Regions from separate parts of the Mus musculus genome. Here region 2 is linked to region 1. The links are chromatin contacts, called in public Hi-C maps. All regions are on one chromosome and are shown on one strand. The core of a region is the stretch at or near the end of the contact, and the rest is flanking DNA. Distances in the headings are between cores, read along the strand shown. Region 1 has its middle 40 kb from the start of Api5. Region 2 overlaps Gm33540 (a long non-coding RNA gene).

Region 1 (7,664 bases), core at 2,277-4,776:
CTCTCCTGCTTACCTCAGTCAGTTCTAGACTAAATTCTAGAATCAAGCATGGACGATGATAACATCCCATCCTCCAGACTAAACCTGATTGGCTCAGGGGAAAGCCACCTGACTCCTCCCATCATATCTAGGTAACCAGAAAACTCCCAAGGCTTGAGGCTATGGAGTGTGACATCAATACCTTGTTCCTGGAGGATCTGCAGGGCATAAAACAGTGCTGCCATTGCATGTGGAAAGCGTAGGGCAAGCTTCCAGATGAAAAGACTTGGTTCTTCTGGTCAGAATAAAACTCCAGCCAGGAGGAACAGCACACACCTGTGGTCCCGGCACTGAGGAGGCTGAGGCAGGAGGATCGCAGGGCCAAGCCTAAAGTGGGTCATATAGTAAGAGCCTGTCTCTAACAAAATGGAAAAGTAAGAGGGGGAGGAAAGTCAAGAAAAGGAGGGGTATGGGAAGGTGCTATGCACACTCTAGTCCTTGTTCTGGTCCAGATTTGTGTGGTCTGTTTAGCCAACTTTCCTGTGATCTCACAGGCTTAGAAACCCTCCTTTCTGACTAATTGTACTTTTGACACCTAAAAGCAAAAGGATTATGATTGACATTTCCCTAAATCCTGAGTAAAAGCCTATCAACATCTTTACAAGTTGTATGAGGTTTAGGTTGGAGCAGTGGCTCCGTGGTTAAGAGCAGCAGTGGCTGCTCTTGGAGAAGATTCGGCTTGGGTTCCCAGTACCAGAATGGGTTCACAATCCATAACTCCAGTTCCAGGAAATCCAACAGCCTCTTCTGGCCTCCACAGGCACAGAAGAATACAGTCTATAGGCACTGAGTGTATATATTGTATATACACACAGACTTATGCACATAATTACACATACAAACAAAACTTTGTAATAATTTTTTTAAATTTGTGGATAGGAAAGCATTGAGTCCACCTTCAGAACCCTTTCTGGGTGGGCGAGGTGGTTCTGTGGATGAAGATGCAGCCTGTGTGGCTGACCACTGAGGGACCCGTGTGGTAGAAGGAAAGGAATGTCCTTTTATTTCCACAGGCGCACCACGGCACACTCATTCACACACACACACACACACACACACACACACACCCCACAAAGTAAATAAGGAAAATGTCATTTAAATCTCAAGCCTTCTTAGCTGCTTTTATGAAAGAGGAGATGATGAGCTAACTGTCTCTAAAGTAAAGCCTCTAGGGACCAGCAGAGTCCCAGGCTTGCTCTTCAGTTCCTGATTCATCATTGAGCAGCCCCTCCAGTCTCTTCTAGCGCAGACTTTGCCCATTTATAAAATAAAGGAGCAGATGACAAGACTTCAGAGACCCTTTCAAAACCAGAAGAGTCTAGATTTAAGTTTCACTTTCTCAAAGTCAATTGCTTCTGAGCTATCAAGATTTGTCGATATTTGTCTGGCGTCGAGTATTGTTTTCTAAACTCCTCCTTCCTAGTCTCCTTTATTTTGGACTGGAAGCTGACAGACACTGGGCTGGCATCTGAACCTCTCCCATCCTTTCTTCAATTAAATCCAGCACTTCCTGGAAAGTAGCCTAGGCAGCAGAGAAAGGATTAACAAGCCTTGCTTAACGCCATGATAAGACTTAATGGAGGAACAGCATGCTCGGATGGCTTCTCTAGAGAGAAAGGAGTTTAACAGGAAAAAGAGATTCACCTGGCTGGCTAAAGACACCTATGCCTATGAGAAGAGGGTGCAGAGACTAGCCTGGGGTTGTACTCACTGATGAGAGTCGTCAGTAAGGGCACTTGGAATGTGCTCGTACCAATCTGTAGGGAGCAGATGTCACCTGGAGCTCAGAGCCCGGGATTTGAGCCAAGGTTGAAGAAGGAGTCAGGAAAAACCGTAGTGACAAATCAGTCGAGCCAGCGGCCGTGTCAGCGCTAAGATGGCATGCTTGCTTCCCGACTTCGCAGCCAGCTTTGCTGTGAGAAGACTTGGAAGGAAGGAGAAAGGAAAATGGCACGTGCCAAGCAAGCAGACAGCGGTGGCCTGCCACAGAAGAAAAGCGCGTTTAATCACAGCCCCCATACTTTCTCTTACTGACTAACGGCAGAGGGAAGCGCCTAATGAAGTTACTGCTCTGCTGACTGAATTTGTGATTTTTGGCTTGTAAACATCCACTGTTGAGCGCTCACTTGTTTACTGAAGCTGCCTGGTAGAGGCGGATTCCACAGTTAGCTCATTCATCCATCGAATCTAGCTGAACACTGAAAGTCAACTAACCAAGGCGAACGGGCTTTGGTTGTATGAACACCCCAGGCCAGAGGGTATTAATAAATCTAAAGAAGAACAAATGTCGGCGATAGTGAAGAAGACAGAACTATCTACAGCAGAAAAGAAGGCAGGAAAAGACAGATAAAACCACTCGGGTCCTAACCCACAGCCCCTACTGCCATATCTTGAATGTCACACCTCATTCTTGCCCTTCTGACCTTCAGGGCTACTCTCAGCACAAATCACAGACTTTAAATCTACCCTTAGCAGGTTCACCCAATGGTGCATCACTTGCAGTCACAGGACCCCAGAGTGCCGCAGAGGTCAAAGAGAACAGATGAGAATCGAGTCTACTTTGTAGGTGGGAATTGAATCTGCTTCATTCCAAGGGCTGGAACTCTGAGAAGACAATGGATTAACAGCCTGAAAATCTCATCTGCCTCTGACAGATTCTACAGGAAATAGGATTAGAGAGGGCCAACAGCAGAGCGCTCACCCCTGTGCTCTGGTGGTCAGCCATCATCTTGAGACTTGGGGTGTCTGTGCCTCTCTGGTTCTCAGCACTGTGCTTTCCCTTGGCTCTATAGATGTCTGGACCTGGGCACATCATGAAACACTGAGCCAAGTTTGTTTCTGATGGTTCTCAACCTTCAGGGGCCCCTAGACTGGGATAAGGTTAATGCAGAACAGACCCGAACAGTATGTCCTGCACTCCTACAACCTAAGTGTGAACGGGTGTCTTTATTAGATGAGCCGGCCCATCAACCAACACTGCGATCAAATATGTTAGAGAAATGTGTTGGCTTGTTTTTCCAGAAGTGTTTTTTTTTTTTAGAAGCAGGTGGCCCCATTGGAAGATAAGTTCACCTGTGTCCTCAGAGCCCATGGCTACACCCCACCTCCAGAGGCTACAGCTGCTGCCTTCTGCATGAGTCAGCTGGGATGTAGCATGCAGCAGGCAGTGAGGGAGCCGGGAGCACTTTAAGGCGTTGGGAGGGGGGAGCCAGGAGAAAGCTAACTAATAGCTTGCAAGCGTGTCTTCTAAAGAGTGTGTTAACCAAACAAGCTGCCATCCCCTAATCCCTCCCACTCCTGCCTGAATGTACACTAATTGAAAATTAAGTTTTCAATTTGAAACCATTTTCTAATTCTGTCTCATTCAGGAGCAGTTAGAGCCCCGGTGTTCTCCTGAATTCCCAACGTGCTTTTCCTGCACTCCCTCAGGAAGGCAACAAAAGCGGCTTGTCAACACATAACCGAGAGCAGCAGGTGGAGAGCAGGAGTCATGGGTGGGAGCCAAAGACAGGAGGCCTGACCCTCCCTCCTAGGACTCCTGCTGACCTGGGCTGGACAGGAAATGTGCTTCTCTGGCCTCCATCTACCCAGTTTGCCAGAGTTGCAGGACAGTAAATGGAACTCTGTCATCATCCTTTGTCTAGTAGGTTAAGAAAGCCCAAGGCAATAAGAGAATTTCCTTGTGGGCAGGTTAATCCTGGAGCCCTGTTCTCTAAGGCTCACTAGCCCTGGTGACTGACCTATTTAAAAGCAAAAGGACAGCAGCTTAATGGGGGCTGGGGACTAAGTTCCTTTGGACTCAGATACTTAAAAAATGAAAACAAAATAAGTTCATTAGTTACTTTTCTCGTTGCTATGACCAAATCCCTGACCAAGGGCAACCTAATGGAGGAAAAATTTGCTTTGGCTTATAGTTTAAGAAAGCCCACCATCCTTCATGGCAGGAAGGCACAGTAACGGGAGCAGGAGGGAGCTGGTGATGTTGCAAGAAGCAGAGAGCAGTCAGGAAATGGGGCTAAGCTGGTGTCTTAATTGGGTTTTATTTCTGTGAAGTGACACCATGATCATGACAACTCTTATAAAGGAAAACAGATACCTGGGTCTGGCTTACAGTTTCAGGGGTTTAGTCCACACAGTCATGGCGGGAAGCATGACAGCAGCAGGCAGAGAACTGGCCTAAGCTTCTGAGACATCACAGCCCACTTCCTCCAACAAAGCCACACCTACTTTAACAAGACCACACCCCCTAAGGGTGCCACTCCCTGTGGACCAAGCATTCAAACACATGAGTCTATGGGGGTCATTCCTATTCAAGCCACCACATTCCACTCTCTGGCTCCTGTAGGCTTGTAGCCATAATAATGCAAGATGCATTTAGTCCAACTGCAAAAGACCCCCATAGTCTATCACGGTCTCAAACTTGTTTAAAAGTACGATAATCAAAGTCTCTTCTGAGATTTATGCAATCTCTTATCTGCAGTCCATTCTAAAATCACATTTTAAAAAGCAGACCACATAGTTCCAGCATATAATAGCACAGGGTACGCATTACTCTTCTATAAAGCGGGGAAGGAAGCACAGGAAAGAAATGCTGGACCAATGCAAGACCAAAACCCAGCTGGGCAAACTTCAAACTCTGCATGTCTGATGTCAAAGCACTCCAGATCCCCAGCTCCCTTCAGCTTTATTGACTACAACACACTGCTCTCTCTCTCTCTCTCTCTCTCTCTCTCTCTCTCTCTCTCTCTCTCTCTCTCTCTCTCTCCAGCACCATGTCTGCCTGGACGCCATCATGCTTCCCACCGTGATGATGATGGACTGAACCTCAGAATCTGTAAGCCAGCTCCAACAAATGTGTCCTTTCTAAGAGTTGCATTGGCCATGGTGTCTCTTCACAGCATCTCTTCACAGCAATGGAAGCTTCAACTAAAACACCAGGCTTTATCTTCATTGCTTCACACATTGGCATCTCTAGGCCTCCAAGCAAGAACACCCCTTCCACATGCCTGACCTCAACAGTTTTTCTTAGTCATGGAAGGAGAGTCCATAACCACTTTATTCTATCCTTGACTCTAAAGCCAGAACCACATGGCTGAAGCTGCCAAGTTCTGATGCTTCCTGAGGCTGGAACATGACCCCCTTTTTCAATTACATCTTTACCGGCTTTCTGTTTTCTTCATTAACTAAGCTTGGCTGGCCTGGAATTTGCTCTGTAGACCAGGATGGCCTTGAATTTAGAGACCCTCCTGCCTCTGCCTCCTAAGTTCTGAGATTAAATGCATGTGCACTAAAACACAGCCCTAGGCTTTTCATTAATTCTTTTTCACATGTTGGAAGCTTAGCTGAGTAGGATCTTGCCTTGTGATCACCAATCCTTTTATTCCATTTAACATCAGGATTTTTAAAACCTATTTATCTCCTTAAACACAGGATTTAGCTCCATTTTATTTACTTTTCCCCTCAAGCTGCACATTTGGTATCTTTCCTTGCCCAGTTCACTCTCCTTCATTTTAGAACTGTATAGGAGTGAACACCAGTAACCACACGACAGAGTCAATACCAGGCTGCTTTGAGACTTCCCCTGCCAAACCAATTAATCCCAAACTCTTTAATGTATCCTCAGGAAGACTTTCTGAATAAAGGCAGAAAGCAGACATATTCTTTACCAAAACATCACAAAAACAGTCTCTAGCCTACATACTAACACCTGTCTCCTCCGAACCTCTTGAGTCAGGTCCCCACAATTCAAGTCACCCTCAGCACCACTGTCTTCCATGCCCCTACTAAGATGGTGCATTAAGCCCCACTTAAAACATTCAACTGCTTTTCTAATACAAAGTTCCAAAGTCCATATTCCAAACAGAAGTATGATCAGGCAAGCCTATCCAGTAATACCCCACCCCTGGTATCAACTTCTGTCTTAGCGTTTTATGTGAAGAGACAGCATGACCATGAAAACTCTTATAAAGAAAAACATCTAATTGGGGTTGACTTGGAGTTTCTGAGGTTTGGTCCATTAGCATCATGGTGGGGAGCATAGCAGCATGCAGGCAGACATGGTCCTGGAGAAGGAGCTAGGAGTTCAACATCTGGATCTGAAGGCAGCAGACAGCAAACTGACTTGAACTTCTAAAACCTAACATTCTATCCCCTAGTGACACAATTCCTCCAGCAAAGCCACACCTACTTCAATAAGGCCATATGTCCTAACAGTGCCACTTCCTATGGACCAAGCATTCAAGCATATGAATCTATTGGGGCCATTGATATTCAAACTGCCACAGCATAGCTGTAGACTTCAAGGTCCACCCCAGTTACTCCCATAAAGCTCCATTTACTAAAGATTTTACTAACTACCAGCTGAGGACCAAATCTCCAAGCACAGAAACCTGGGAAGATGCGGAAACAGTTCACATTCAAGCCACAACAGCAATGAAAATTAGTTTACTTTAGTTTAGATCATCACTACTCCAGAATAAAGAATGAGTCATATCTTCCACAAATTGGCATCATGTACACATTTTTTCCACATTAGGGTTTATGCTAACTATTTTTCAACCACCAAAGCACACAAGAATAATGCAAGAAGCCAGGCAGTGATGGTGCATGCCTTTAATCCCAGCACTTGGGAGGCAGAGGCAGGTGGATTTCTGAGTTTGAGGTCAGCCTGGTCTACAGAGTGAGTTCCAGGACAGCCAGGGCTACACAGAGAAACCTTGTCTCAAAAAAACAGAAAAAAAAGGAATAATGCAAGAGAGGGATGTGTTTTATCTCTAATTTGCAGAGGGCTCAGTCTACAGCCATTGGCCTCACTGATTCTGCCTATAGAGAGGCAGAGCATCAGGGCTTGAGTGTGGCAGAGGCTTCTCAGTCCATGCAGAAAGAAGAAGGGAAAGAGAGAGGTGAAGGGAGAAAAGTAGGAGGTTCTTGGACAACATCAGGCCCTCCCTCAGGCATAGCCCTGTGACTCTCATGTAGGCCTCATCTCCTAAGATTCTATGAAAATTGTTCTATGAAATTCACCCAAAAATTGTTATCATACTCCATACACAACTGTGGGGATCTCGTACTGAAACCATAACAGGTATTCCTCGTCTCATGCTTAACTTTCTCAGTGAGAGTAAATAGATTTATTTCAGATGCTCCTTAAGGGTCCCTCAGTGTCCCCGGAGGCCGCCTCCTTCAAGCATCTGATATGTCAATCATTATCTCAGGCCTCCTCATCCCTGTCTCCTCCTGCAGCTCCCAGCTTCCGTTTCAAAACTCTGCAGGCCTCCAGTGTCTGCTGACCTCAATCCTATTCTTCTTTTGTCTTTAAAAAAAAAAAAAAAAAAAAAAAAAACAGTCCCACTTTGTCTTGAATTTGCATTGAATAGTAAGATTTTCACCCTTCATGAATCTTTAAAAGCCTAACACTCACCTTCAAAGATAAAAGATACAGGACTGACCAGAGAAGGATGTATAACGAGAATTGTTGTAATTGGTAAGTGGGTGTTTTCATTTACAAAGCTTTTCCTACAAAATTTGACAGCCCTCCCCTCAAATTTTCTTTTTATGAATCCAGTGTCTACCACAGGTTGCTATCAAGTGTTGATTTCAAAATACCCAGTTCTAATCAATGGTTG
Region 2 (7,664 bases), core at 2,437-4,936, 270 kb before region 1:
AGAAATCTAAATAAATGCAGAGGACATTTGGATTCTTGATATTACTCCTCTTTCAGGATACAACAGACAAACTAGAGAATTCCGGTATCATCTATGTATAAAGGACCATAGGTTTTCTGTTCCAGCACATCCAATAAGCATTTGCACCTACTAAGAGACAGACACAAATTGACTAGAACCAAAACAGTCAGCTTCAGATGCAGGGAGAGTGGTGGGAAGGAAAGCAGGGAGGAAGACCTGTCACTGTTCCTGCTTATGACCACAGCAGCTGCATCACCCCTGAAGGACCAAACATAGTGGTGACAATGAACTCGGCAACTAAATGCAATGGCAGAGACATGCCAAAACCCCTGAAGACTCACAAGTCTCATGTCCATGTCTAGAATAGGACCTCCTCAGGATTTTACTAGAGCAGACAAAAAAAAAGAAGAAGAAAAGAGGTCTCTAGCTGCTAATCTGAAATATATATATATATATATATATATATATATATATATATATATATATATATCTTTACCACTTGCCTGTCATTATCATCTGGGGGGAAAACAGGGCTTAGGAAGGAAAAAGACAGGATACCTAAATCAAGTAGAGCATTTCAGGACCATTATTAGACAGAAGAAAGCAGAGGAGGAGTCAATCAAAGTTAAAGAAGAGTGAGGGGCCAGGTAAATACCAGAGGCCACTATACAACGTTTAAACCATGCTTTCGCTGTCTGCTTATATGCCCCATGCATTGACTCCCAGGCTAAGGTAGAAACACCAATTCTACATTATTATGGGTCAGATGGGAGCACTTTCTAAAAGAGTGAACACATTTTTACATCTGTATGAGAAGCTTCGGATCTTGACAATGATAATTAAGCACTATATATATATATATATATATATATATATATATATATATATATATGTCAAATAAATGAAAGGAATTTAAATTTTTCACAAACACCTTTATACTCTATGGCATTTTCTTTTTCCAGAGCCCTCTTCTAGGGACTGGATTTATCTTCCTTCCCTATTCTCCTGAGACATGTGCTCTTTTGCTTTATTGATAGGACATCTAGATGGCTTTTACTATCTCTTCTTCCCATTTTCCTTCTTCAAGTCTTTGAAATGGAAGCATGTTGGACCTCATCTACCCCACCACTGCTTATCTTTGTAAAGTAAAACTTTATTGGAGCTGCGTGCCTATTTGTCTCCGCATTATCTATAGCTGCTTTCACATCATAATGACAGAATTGACATATAAAAGCTAAAGTATTCCAAATAGTGTGTGAGTGTGTGTGTGTGTGTGTGTGTGTGTGTGTGCTCGCGCACGTGCTGAGCCAAAGGAAACCCATGTCCTCTATCACTCCTCACCTTGCTTTGCTCAGGCATGGTCTCTCAGTGAGTCTGAGACTCTTGTTCTTTGGCAAGGTGTACAGTCAGTAAGCTCCAGAGATCCTCATGTCTCCCCCCAGTGCTAGGGTTACAGGCATGCACAGGCTATACACCACTTTTGTGTGGATGCTAGATGCTGGGAACTAAATCCAGCCCTCATCCTCATGCACAGCAAGTACAGAAAAAAAAACTGTCAAAGAAAAAGGTAAGACCGGAAAAAGAAAAATCCTCAAGGCCTGAAGATGAGCAACCTCTATCTTAATTCTCTATCTTGACAGTACAATGGTGTCAGCACATCACCACAGGCTAGATCTGTCCACACATCCATATGCCAGTAACTTCTCCCAAAGTATCTTCCTCCAGAGTTGCAAGATGGTCACAGTAGCTTCCAACATCGTATTCTCAGCAGCAGTGTCTACAGAAAAAAAGGCGACCATCCCTTCTGATATGCTTCCTTTCAAGAATGGAGAAACTTTGCTTTCACAGCCCACTTGTGAGGTTTATCATAGGACAGCACAGGCTTGTACCTCCATCAGGGAGTTGTATTCCTGTTGGAATGGTATTCTAATCTGTCCATTCTAATCTAGTTCACATCTGTGTATAAGCTAGTGTTTCAATAGGTAGGTAGAGTATGTCTTAGGGACTAGGTTTAACCTTGTGTAGCATAGTGCCTAAATAATAGTCACCTCTACACACACACACACACACACACACACACACACGAGGACTTTTGTATTGTGAGAAGGCTAGAAAAGCATTAGATTTTATACAAAGGATTAAGAATACAATGGTCAAGAGATATGTTGACAACACTCTTAGCCTTTACTTAAATTTCTATCATAAGACATAACTACCTCAGCTTCAGCTGCTGTGTCCACAATTCCTGCAGAAACAAGAAAAATATTCAAGTCAAATGACCCTGTTACCATTTTTAAGACATATCTAGTATCTCATAATTTAATTTTCTTTTATCTCATCAGTCAGAATGGTCACTACTTGCAAAAAGCTTAAAAACTCCTTTTCTTCCTCATGATCAAAAAAACATTTGCATGAATAAGTGAAAATTGGAACCAGGACTGGTCCATAATGAGTGTTAGTAAGAATCCACATCTATTATATACATATCCAATGAACAAAAGCCTCTTTGATAACCAATAAATAATGCTATTTACACTTATGAATAATGTTATTTTTACAACCTAACATCTCACATTGCCCAGTCTAGACAAGAATGGGAACTAAACAAAAATCTTACATCTCTTTACTTTAAAATAAGATGTTCCAACTGCCTACCCTCTCACATCTTCAGTTAATGATTCTTCAAAGGAAGAAAGAAAATCGTGACTATACCCTTTACCTTTGGATCCCGCATTTGACCCACCTTCTGGGTGTCTTGTTGGTTAATTAACATTTTGGATGAAAGTGATGCAGAGACACATCTCCTGAAAACAATATCTTCTTCACAACCCAGAGTAAATGCCACACCTGAATTTCTACCTATGCCATTATAAATACTGTTTAAAAAAACTAGTTCAATTTCATTCATTCCATCTGACAAGTTAATGTCAAGATGGCTCTTTAAATAATTTCATGTGATATCTCTGCTTATTATAATTTTGTGGTCAGAATCCCCTGGCTGTTTCATCAGTCCCAATGCCCGGAACAAACAGAGGCAGTTAATTTGTGGGTAAACGTGAAGTTGCAGAGTCTCTAAGACAATTTCCTGAAGGTCAGATGAAGCTTTGAGTTGAAGGTGTGCTCTTGCTTCTCCTTGGCCTTCAACAGTCAAGCCATTCTTCTTCAGGTGGCCCCATCTAAGTCGCACCCACTTGTACCTTCTGGGCCCCTTCTGCAGGCACCCACACCCTCCCAGCCAAATCAAGCCCAGCTTCCCTTAATCATCATCAAGGAGACAAAAAGTTATTGCTTTGGAGCATCAAGCCACAATTTCACAGTCCATTTGCACAAGAACTCAGAGGGCTGCTAATGTGCTGTTTGCTTTTTAGCAAGCATCTCTGCAGTCAACACAGAAATGTGTTTTGGCATGCCTCCCAGGGCACAGGATCTATTTATGAGAGCCTGTCTTAAAATGCCTACATGCAACATTAGAATGCTCATTGCCATCTGCAAACTAGATCTGGCTCAGAGACATGCGAGTCAGACCAGGAGAGCTTTTCTATGTGGAGAAGGTAGGAGCAGATGTCACTTATTATCTATTTCAAGCCTTGCTGACCTCCACAAAGCCAGTCCCACTTGCCAGGCACTGGCAGGATTCACCGAGGTAACCCTCCTCTAAAGCATTCAACAGCGTAAACTCATCTGATTTAGTCCACAGTGACTGATGCTTCATCTGGCTCTACTGTGCACATTCTAGTCCACTGAGAATGCCAACTGCCCCTACATGCCTCCCTTCCCTGCTTTCCAAACACCTCCGTATCAGAGAAGAGTCTCTATCATGTGACCAGTACAAAAGCAACAGGAGGTCAGAACTTCCTGCACCATATTTCTCTGACATTTGAGCCCTTGGCTATTTCAAGACAATAGGAAGAATGTCTTATGCAAGACACTCTTCATTTATTCCTAGTTATCCAATTACAACTGAGTTCTAGACACCAAAATCCAAAAAGAATTCCTCCTCTAGGGTAGCTTACTGGAGTCACTACAACAAATGTTTGTGTGTAGAGGAGGTTGTTTTGGTAAAACATACCCAACACATGCATACACACACACACACACACACACACACACACACACAAACACACACACATCACTACAAGAAATATTTGTGTATAGAGGAAGCTGTTTCAGTAATATACACACATGCATGAGTGCACACATATACACAAACTCACAGGACATACAGGAATAAACATGAAGGGGGATAGACACATTAGGAGCTGCTTTCTGCATAGAGTGTAAACAGTGATGTGGATATTCAAAGATGTGCTGGAAGCAGTAAGAACAAAGGAAGGCTACTGCCGAGGAACTCACAAGAGCAAAGGCGCAGAAGCAAGACACTGAAAGGAAGGTGAAGTCAGTCATTCTGTACAAGATTGACCACAAGAGGCCAGAAGTGAAGTGAAGCAAGCAAGCGAGACAAGCGAGGGCCAGGTATGGAGGGCCATGTACACCACGCCAAGGAACATAGATTTTATTCCACTCAGGGGAGCACTTGGAGAGGTTTCAGCGGGGGAACTACATGATAAGATTTATGCTTGCATAGGTCACTCTGGTACCTGAACAGAGGGTGAATTTAAAAGGGAAAAAGACAGAAGCAGGTGGCAGCCTGGCAGCAGTGGCATTGAAGCAGAAAGGAGGTGCCGAGAGCCACTCTCATCGAGACAAAGGGAGAAGATGGAGTCAAGAAGATACAAGGAGGGAAAACTGGCGGGCTTCGGTGAATCTGTGGCGAGAACACAAGGTAACAGGTTAAGATGACACCCACATTTGTGGCTTCACTGCCTTTGGGAATACATGCTGTGTCTGCTTTGTGCACACAGAATTTGAGGAGATGATTATGGGAAGATGTTCAGTGCATATGCCCAGGAAATGTCCAGGCTATTGCAGTGCACACCTGAGGGACAAGGTCAACACAAGAAACAGCTGTGCACGAGTCATGAGCTTGTGGGGGTACTAAAACCAGGAAACAATATGGAGACCACTTTCAATGTAAATGGAATTTTTTCTGAATTCCTCTTCATTCCAAGTCCATGTAAATTACTGTAGGGTTGTGGATCCTGTGTCTGCTCGGCACTGGGCATGGCTGCTTGAGGAGGCAGAAGGCCAGGAGTTTGACCACACTTATCCCACGCCATGCCATGTGGGTGTTGGGCTGTAGAGAAGCACTGAGGCACCACTTGGGGGTAGGAAAGTATAGTCTGAGGCTCAGGAGAGCTAGAGCTGGCTCAGGGGTCTCTGAGTCTGTGAAGAGGCTGGAGCCACGGAGTTCCCAGGCTCTTGGACACCCAGGTGCCACTGGAAGTTGTAGAAGAGCTGAGAACGGAGTCTGCACCCAGGAGCAGGACCTAGCTTGGGGGAGCCTGACGGGGGACATCCAGCTGGTCTCTTGGCTTGACAGTGACAGACTTGGGCTTGGTGGTGGTCCGTGGCTGGAACTGTAGAGAGGCCGCCTACAGGAGATTAGACAGCAGCTCTGTAGGCAAAGGCCTTCTCCATGGCTCTCCCATGGTGGATCCCCATGAAAAGAGACAGTCTGAGGTTCCAAATCATTTATTGCCATGGTGGAAAGTAGATGTGTAAAACCATACCCCACTTTTCAGGGTGGGTCTGAGATTAAATACCTTTTGCAGGGAAGAATGTCTGGGAAGCAAAGGTTATTGGCTAAATCCTCCAGGCCTCTAGGTACCTCATTAAAATGGAGATCTGGCCTACCTGATCTGTGGTCACAGCTTCTTTCCTATTGTCTTGGTCTGAGATGTTAGGGCTACATGTGGAGGGTCTTAGGGCGTTGCCTTATATGACTGATGGCCACAAATGCCAGTAACAGGGACCTGGTGCCCAGAAGCAGGCAAAGCTCCTTTCCTCCATTTAGAGTCTCTGGGGCTTCTAGCCTTAGCTCAACTGAGGACCAGGCTACCTCTCACAGTCCATTGTCCCACATATTACATGCTCTGCTTTCCTCTAGTCCTGCTAAGGCTTTTCCATCTCTACAACTCCAAAAACAATGCTTGAGCATCCATCCATTTCTCTGCTAGCTCCTATTCCACATGTTTTGTTTTATGCTTCAGAAGAAAGTGATCATTCACACACACACCACCCCCAAAGTACTGGTCCAGTCTAGCTTCTGGTATAGCTCAAGTTCAGTTACTCTGAACATCTGAGGACTTCACCCTTGGGATCAAAGAGTAAGTGGAGATATTCTATGTGCCTGGAAATGGTACGTCAATCTTCACAGTTCTTTGCCAATCAAATGGACATAACAGAATGCAAAGAAAGAAGGATAAGATCCGCAGTCTAGTGAGAAGAAACCAGTTCCCCAATCTACTGATCAGTACTGGGAAGACAGACATAGATGCATATTTAGGATCTACTATGGTTGAAGTGGGAAGAATACAGATAAAAGAAGAGAACTGAGTCTTGTGTCACTCTAGGATTCAAAGGCCAGGAAGAATCTTCAGAGTATAGCAGAAAGAGACAAAGGTGAGTTGAGAGCCAATCCATGGGAGGATGGAGTCTCAGAAGCAAATGACAAAAGCAGTTTGAGGAAAACAGAGACAAGCATTTGCCAGTGCCTTTGAGAGAACAAAGATAAAATGAAGACCGGGAAATGAACATGGACTGAATACAACGTCATGGAAATCCCTGCTATCAGCAATTATTTTCCAGGGAGCTTGGACCACCAGGTGCTTGGCGAAGGAAGCACTGGAGAGAGAGGAAACTGACAAGTTTTTCAGAGAACTTTGTGATTAAGGAGAAGATAAAAATGAGAGTGGTAGCTAGATTAACATTTGTGATCAAATAAGGATATAGGTTTTGCTATTTCTCATTTGTATTATCAAAACATGAACCATCTCAGCATTTTAAATATTCATGGAAAACATAATCGTAGGTAAGATAAATAGGATGCTATGGTTTGAGTGAAAAATGCCACCTCCACTGGCTTGTATACTTGTCTCCAGATGTCCTGGTGGAGCCTTGCTAATGTAGTGAAGGTACCTTATAGGTAGGCCATGAGGTTTATAGCCTGACTGTAATTCCTGCCCTCTTTCTGCTTCCTAGGTCAATAAAACATGAGCAAGAAGTTACCAGGTAATGTTATTGCCACACTGAGCCCCACCACCCCCACCACACCATTCTCACCACAATGGACTTTATAGGCTTAAAGCATGAGGCAAAATAAGCCTTTTCCCTTAAAATGCTTCTTGTCTGGTATTTGCTCACAGGTGAACTATATCTTCCTTAATGTCTGTAGAGAGCAAAAAGGCCTTGTGCATACACATAAGCACTGGAGAAAGCAGAGAAGTAAAACATACAACTTACCCCTTCACTGGAATGAGATGTGTAGCTGCTCTTCCTGGAATGCCAGTAAAGATGTAGTTTTACAATCTGGTCATCCTTGGCTCTCTGATGAAACAGGCTCTGCCCATATCTTCCAGAATTGTTGTTTTTACTTATCCCAGACCCTTTCCCCCTACATTTTGAGCATTGCTTTTAGATCATAAAACCCATTCTTACGAGTGATGGCTCTTGTGTTTTACAGCATCCTAAGTGATGCTTGTGCTATCGTAGGCCCAGGGATTGAGTTTACCTCAGTCGTTCCC

What was found. A called contact is a pair of places that touch in the nucleus more often than the background predicts.
Region 2: a Hi-C map of cerebellar granule neurons shows a contact between it and region 1, with 2.6 times the contacts expected there. The contact joins two enhancer-like sites. A contact is called at or near these places in 1 of 15 datasets of contacts at CTCF or cohesin (large pre-B cells) and 8 of 484 Hi-C or Micro-C datasets (cerebellar granule neurons, cerebellum, cortical neurons and 4 more).

The regions. Positions count from the first base shown.
Region 1 is chr2:94,474,328-94,481,991 of GRCm38.p6, reverse strand. No RefSeq gene overlaps it. Among named protein-coding and RNA genes, the nearest start is that of Api5, 40 kb to the right of the region's middle. Within about 2 kb of position 3,526, at least 6 of the 459 cell types and tissues checked have an H3K27ac peak or open chromatin away from gene starts, as enhancers often do. A contact at or near this core is called in cerebellar granule neurons and cerebellum, where this site is marked.
Region 2 is chr2:94,744,298-94,751,961 of GRCm38.p6, reverse strand. It overlaps Gm33540 (a long non-coding RNA gene), which reads right to left. Exons shown (of 3, transcript XR_374815.1): 2 at 2,238-2,266. Among named protein-coding and RNA genes, the nearest start is that of Gm13793, 17 kb to the right of the region's middle. Within about 2 kb of position 3,686, at least 3 of the 459 cell types and tissues checked have an H3K27ac peak or open chromatin away from gene starts, as enhancers often do. A contact at or near this core is called in cerebellar granule neurons and cerebellum, where this site is marked.